Regions from separate parts of the Sus scrofa genome. Here region 2 is linked to region 1. The links are chromatin contacts, called in public Hi-C maps. All regions are on one chromosome and are shown on one strand. The core of a region is the stretch at or near the end of the contact, and the rest is flanking DNA. Distances in the headings are between cores, read along the strand shown.

The links. Hi-C and Micro-C count contacts between places; a contact is called where the count stands out from the background.
Region 2: a contact with region 1 is called in a Hi-C map of embryonic fibroblasts, with 2.9 times the contacts expected there. The contact joins the promoter of FOXP1 here to the enhancer-like site in region 1. A contact is called at or near these places in 2 of 5 promoter capture datasets (fetal skeletal muscle and liver), 4 of 47 Hi-C or Micro-C datasets (adipocytes, embryonic fibroblasts and fibroblasts) and 1 of 2 datasets of contacts at active chromatin or transcription factors (alveolar macrophages).

The regions. Positions count from the first base shown.
Region 1 is chr13:52,373,921-52,376,999 of Sscrofa11.1, reverse strand. The region is part of intron 14 of FOXP1 (forkhead box protein P1); the gene reads left to right. Among named protein-coding and RNA genes, the nearest start is that of FOXP1, 600 kb to the left of the region's middle. Within about 2 kb of position 1,694, at least 16 of the 83 cell types and tissues checked have an H3K27ac peak or open chromatin away from gene starts, as enhancers often do. A contact at or near this core is called in embryonic fibroblasts, where this site is marked.
Region 2 is chr13:52,972,758-52,975,754 of Sscrofa11.1, reverse strand. FOXP1 (forkhead box protein P1) reads left to right here and starts at 1,398. Exons shown (of 21, transcript XM_021070841.1): 1 at 1,398-1,661.

The DNA of each region.
Region 1 (3,079 bases), core at 445-2,944:
CTGGAAGTCTACAGATAGTTTGCGTTTGTTAGGGAAATGGTTTTTCCCAGGATGAAGGCTTTGTGTCTTTAAACCCAACAGCAAGGGAGCAAATAAGATTATCTCTTCCTTCATCCATGGATTAAAAACCATGATATTAGATTAGATATTAAGTTTGAGGATTCGAATAACGTGTGGACTCAGCACTTTGGAAATGGATTCATTTTGGATCATGGGTCTCCTTGGAAGAAGGAGGGATAAAAGCGGAGAAGGAATTGCAAAACCCCATGGGGCACTCGGTGAGTGATGGGGCCCAAGTGTTGGCAGGGAGTGCCATCTACATAAGCCTCCACGGGCCACAAAAGGACCCTTGGGAATCTCCATGAGGACCCGTGTTAACAGCCAATAAACAAGGAAAAGCAATCCCGGGGGAAATGCACAGGGCAGGAAGGTTTGTCTTGATTAGTATTTTAAAAAAATGTTTTACATGCTAGAAAATTATAACTTTGAAGGGGACCTCCTACTAAATTTATTTTTAACTGCTCTATTGAAAATTCTCTACCACTAGTCAACATTATCTCTTAGTAGCTCAGCACAGTATTTCTTTATTAAAAGAAATAGGCACGAATATTTTTGACTGAAAAATTAATAGCTTTTGAATTCATACACAGCAGGTTTTCTTTTGCAAAGAAGTCCAATATCGCTGCACAGCACTTCTATAACCATTTATTTGGAGTCCAAGTCAAACCTTTGACAGCTAGAGCAGTGCTACAAGCCAATATAAAGAACTCCAAGATGTAAACCAACAATAGGCCGTCTGTGTGAGGTTTGCCATTGTCAAATACATAGATTGTTTGGATTAGTTTATGTAAATGTACTGTTGTATTACCCTTTGGGAAAAAAAAAAAAAAGATCACATTTGTGTATGAAAAGTGGTTCCCTTCACAGGCAGCATTATAAATTCCTTATCCTTTAACTTACATGTAAGAAGTAAAAATTGGTGCCTGACAAGCAGATATTGTGTGACACTCTGTTGCCAGAGAGAACCTGCCTTCTTTTCATTTATTGGAAAATAGAAAATTTTATTATAGATACCATCTTATAAATCAGGAATTATTAAAATATGTATAGGTGAGGCTTTGGGAAATTAATTATAAAAGGTAGACGTGTAGTGTTTTTGAACACTTTTTTTTTATCTCCTTGCCCTAAAAGGGGGGGGGGATTGATTAGGGGAGCACACACATAGAGCAAACCCTTAATTCTTTCAAATTTAGGGATACAGAGTTATCTGATGATAGTTTTAAGGTGCAAAAGACTCCCTTTTGCCAGTAATTAATTGATTCCACCTGAAATAAGAGAAAGCAGGGTGTGTGTTCAAATGCGTATTCTTCTAGACTCGTTGATTGGAAAGCAGCTGTCCCTGAGATTCAGTTCTAACCCTCAACGGGGACTTTCATGCAAGAGTCTTGCCAGGAAGTTTGTGAGTTTTTTTTTTTTTTTTTCTCTTTTTCCATTTCTGTTTAAAAGGAACTCAGTGTTTATTTTAAAATCCTTAGTCACTAAGTGATAGAATGCTTTGCTGTAAACGTTGCTGTTCACTAAATGCCATTTGGGTGGTAAGTGTCATTTGTTGCGGCCAGTCATCCAACCAGTTCCCAGTTCACTGCATCAAAGAAACTGCCAGAACCTTCTTGGATTGTTCTTATTACATCAGCCCCTAGACGCGTTCGCTGGATCCTGTTGTGGAACTCACTGGTCACATTTGGATAGTTAGAGGGTATAGTCATCTTGGGAGATTCCCAAGTTTTTAGATGTGGATCTGAGCTGACTTCCACTGGGAAGCGTGTAGGTGAACTGAATGGGGTTCCAGGTGGTCCTCCTGTTCTGCAGACACCTCCAACTGTATCTCTTCCTGTTGGCTTGCAAATCTCTTAAACCAGAAAACCTTCTCCTTTCATAATTACACCAAGGACTCAAACTGTACTACTGCACGTTGTTTGTGTAAAGGTCATTCCTGGATTTAAAATCATACTGTTGCATCAGTGAATATTTACTGAATGTGCTATGGAAAAACATAGGATAGTGAAACAGGAGAGACACCCCCCCCACCCCGCCATCCAGGTGTTTGTGGAGACTCCCAGGACACACCAAGAAAGACACACTCCCAGGCTCTCCGTGCATCAACCGTGCTATGGATGAGTAGACCACTGCCCTAGATGGGTGGGGGGTTGAGGGAGACTTCTAGAACAAGGGACATCTAAGATGAAACCTAAAAGATGAATAGGAAGAAATGGAAAGCAGTCAGCCTTATGACTCTTGCCCCAGGGGAGGAGCAGGTATGCATGTCTGTGTGTCTCCGAGGAAGGGAGGTGGGCCAGAAAGGTGTGTGATGGAGATCAGTGTGGAGGAAGGGAAGGAATGGACAGCATCAGCTAAAATAAGCTTTTCATTTGTGATTCTGATATTTATAAGCTTTTAATTTTATTAAGGCTAGGCAAAAGTTTACCAGAGCAGCTGAATATTCTAGCCATGGGGGACGTACCGTGGGCAAAGCCATTCTTGCCATATGTTCAGAACGGCCCAGTGGGTTGTATTTGGCGTTTTTAGGGATTCTTCTTTTTTTCCCTATTCAGAGAAGCACAAGCAAAAAATCAGGTGATTGTAGACTGTCCCAATGAGAACGATATTCTTTTGTTCTAAACTCAGTACCAGTAATTTTCTCGAGGTCAGTCCCAAATGGATTGCTTGAGGTCAGTGTCTAGAATCTCCTGAGATATTTGCTTGGAGGGGGGCCTCCCTCAGGAGATAAAACAATAACAACAACAACAGGCATGTCTGTATTAATACTTTATTCGGTTGTTAAGGATTTTTCAAAGAGACTTTTCACTGTCACAACATCAGGAAAACCCTGCAAATCGTATTTTATAATCCTGAATACACCAGAGGTATGTATGCCTGGTTTTAGGGTATTCCTAGCCCAGCAAAGAGCAAGTCCCAATTCTGAGAAAGCACATTCCTTCAGATTTGGTGGGCAAGTCATTATAGTGGAGGTAGTATATCCTTTATGGACATGTTAGACACCACAGGAACTGGGCTGCTT
Region 2 (2,997 bases), core at 149-2,648, 600 kb before region 1:
ATTACTTTTGTTAACAGCAAAAAGAAGCCGTAGAGCCATATTTTTTTTTAAGTCACACTTGGGGAACAAAAAGTCTTCCCTGGGCTGATAAAAGTGAAAAAAATAATTGCGTCTTTTGTTTTATACATGTTTATGCATATTTCACAACATTTCATTCAGGCTCCTCATTTACTCCTTCAAATTTCTAAATTTCACCAAACTTTAAAGCGGCAAAAAGAAAAAAAAAATCTCGCTTTTTCAAATTGGACAAAGCTTTTTCCATTTGAGTGATCTCTGGGAGAGCAGGTAATTTGTGTTAAACAACTGATTGACTTGCTAGCCCCCTGGGCGTTTTCCTAAGAGAAACCTTGGCCGAGAGCACAGCTCCCTTCGCAGCCACTTTCGCCTAAAGTGGATCTAACTACACATTCCGGCAGTGACTCTGACAAGGAAGGGGGGAAAAACGTCCCGCGTTACACTCTCCTGGTGGTGGGGGGGAGGTGGACCCTCGCTGGCGGGTTTCTGTTTCCTTGCAAACAGGGGTTTGTCCTTCTGTTGAACTTTCACCTCCCGAACTCGCCTTCTTTCATTGGACAAAGTGCAGAAAGAAAGAGGAGAGACCGAGGGAGGACGGGAGAGAAGGAGAAAGGGGGTTGAAACACCACTCCGCCTCCCCCTCCTTCAACTGTCACTGATGGCAAAACACTTTCACTTTTAACTGGAGGAACCTCTTATCCCTGCCTATCCTCTCTTCTTCCTTCTGTATTTTTAGCTCAGAAACCAAGCAAATAGCCTTAGCATTCCCATCTTCGGCCCTAGTTGTTAACACTCTCTCTCTCGGCTTTTTCTCATGCCTGAATGGGCCCCCCTTTCCCCATCTTCTGAGGAATCCCCCCTCCCCCATGCCCCTTATTTTCCAGGTCTGTCTTGCCAGATCCCTCTTTTGCCAAGGACTGCTCTGGCGTGGCCTTCCCCTCTCTGGTCTGCGGGGCTCTGCCTCCTTCTTTTCCCCATCCAGTCTGGACACCCCGCACTCCCACCTCCCGGCTCCCCTGCACCTAGCCCCCAGCCCCCGCACACCCTCCCCCCTTGCTTTGGCAACTGCGATTTTTTTTTTTTTTTTTTTTGCTAGCCTTGTTGTTTACCCAGCAGGTGGATGTGACGTCAGGGACGCACAACAGCAAAAAATAACAACATCTCCCTCCGCGACGTGTTGGCCTCTCGCGCGCCTTATTTATTTATTTGTTCCGGGAGGCCAGGGGAGGTGGGTGGGGGCTAGCGCCCCAGTGGATCCGAGAAGTGGGGAATGTTAGGCAGCGCCCTGGGGCGGTTTGGGGGTGCCTGAGACGGAGAGGGGGCCTGGGCCGGAGGCCCGGGGTGGGTTAGGGAGCGCCCCCGGCCCGACGCTGCCCGCGCCTCTGCCGCCGCCGCCGCCGCTGGCTGGGCTCCGGGAAGCTAGTCCGGAGCGGAGGAATCTATTGTTATTTATTGTGTGGCGGCTGAATGCTGTACTCGCGGCGGCCCGGCCCTCGCCCGGGAGTGCGTGTGTGCGCGCGTGTGTATGTGTGTGTGTGTGCGTGTGCGCGAGTGTGTGTGCGGGGTGCGCGCGCGGGCGGGAGTGGGCGCGCGCGGGGAAAGGCCCGAAAACACCTTAGTTTGCACCGAGAGACCATTTGCAGCGGGTGAGTTTGTATTTTTCCATTTCTGCTCCACTTTTTCCCAAGCCGCCTCCCGCCTTGTTTCCGACTACTTTAAACAACAACAAAAACCAGCACAAAAAAAAAAAAAAAAGAAAAAAAGAAAGAAAAAGAAAAAAGAAAAGAAAAAAAAAGAAAAAGAAAAAAGGAAAAAAATACTTTTCATCTCCAGGCTCCACGTGCATCTCCCCTAGCCCTCCCCAGAGGCAGCCTCTCTCTCCCCCGCGTTGGGCCGGAGCTCAGGGGTGGGTGGGGGCTGCGCGCCGGCGCGGGCGTGGAGAGGACTCCGGTGGCGCCCGTACTCTTGGGTGCATTTCCATAAGTCAAAAGGGGTTGCGGGGGAGGGGGGACGGTGGCGGCGGCAGCGGCAGGGAGGAGGCGATCTCGCTTTCCCTTCGGCCCCTTCACGCCTCGTTCTGCGCTTTCCACAGTCGCCGCGGGGAGAGAAATCGATAAGCCCAGGCCGCCCGGCGCAACTTTCGGTGTCTAGCGTCGGGGTGCCTTCCGAGGAGCATGGCGAGCGCTGGGCCCGGGGTCGGGTCAGTTGCGGGAGGGGAGGCGCGCCGAGCGCCTTTGGAGCCCAAAGTTTGGACTTGGAGCAAACTTTTTCCCTTCGCTCTTCGCTAGTGTTTGCCCCCCTTGGTGCCCCCGGGGCTTCGCCGCAGAATGACTAGGGACATCTGCGCCCTAGGCCCCGCGGCTGGGGACATCCGTGGTACCACGCACGCGGTGCCCCGAACTTGGCGGCGGGGGCACTCCTCCGACGCCCGCTGGGAGCTGGGAAAACTCAGACACAAACCCGCGCACCCCCAGTTAGACACGTACCCCCACGCGCGCTTGGCCGGGCCAACCCAGCCTCCCCGCGAGGGGTCGGAGACCACGGTGGCCAACTTCGCGGGTGGGAGCTGGGAGTAGGGTGCGCTGAGGGGAGTCGCCGAGCCTGGATGCACTCCGCCGCACGCACTTTCTGGGTCTACTCCCCTCTCAAGCCTGGGGAACGGGGGGATTTCTCAAGCCTCAATTTATCCTGAGACGCGCGCGAGTCGCTGTGTCCCTTCGGCCCTGTCCTGGAGGCTGATGGCTCATGGCTCTCCGTCCTTCGGCTGCGCGCCGCCTTTCTCCCAAGCTCCCCTCGCTACATTCCTGCCCCGAAGAGAGGACTCAGCTGAGCCGGCAAGCCGGGCGTGCGTGCGCTTCGGGTGGGGACCGCGGTGGCGGCTCCGGGAGCCGAGGAGTTTGCCAGTTGCCGCCGGGTCGCGGTCATTCGCTGCTTCCGCCTCCACTTCGCCCCCGCCTCCCGCCCCCCTCCTCCCTAGACACG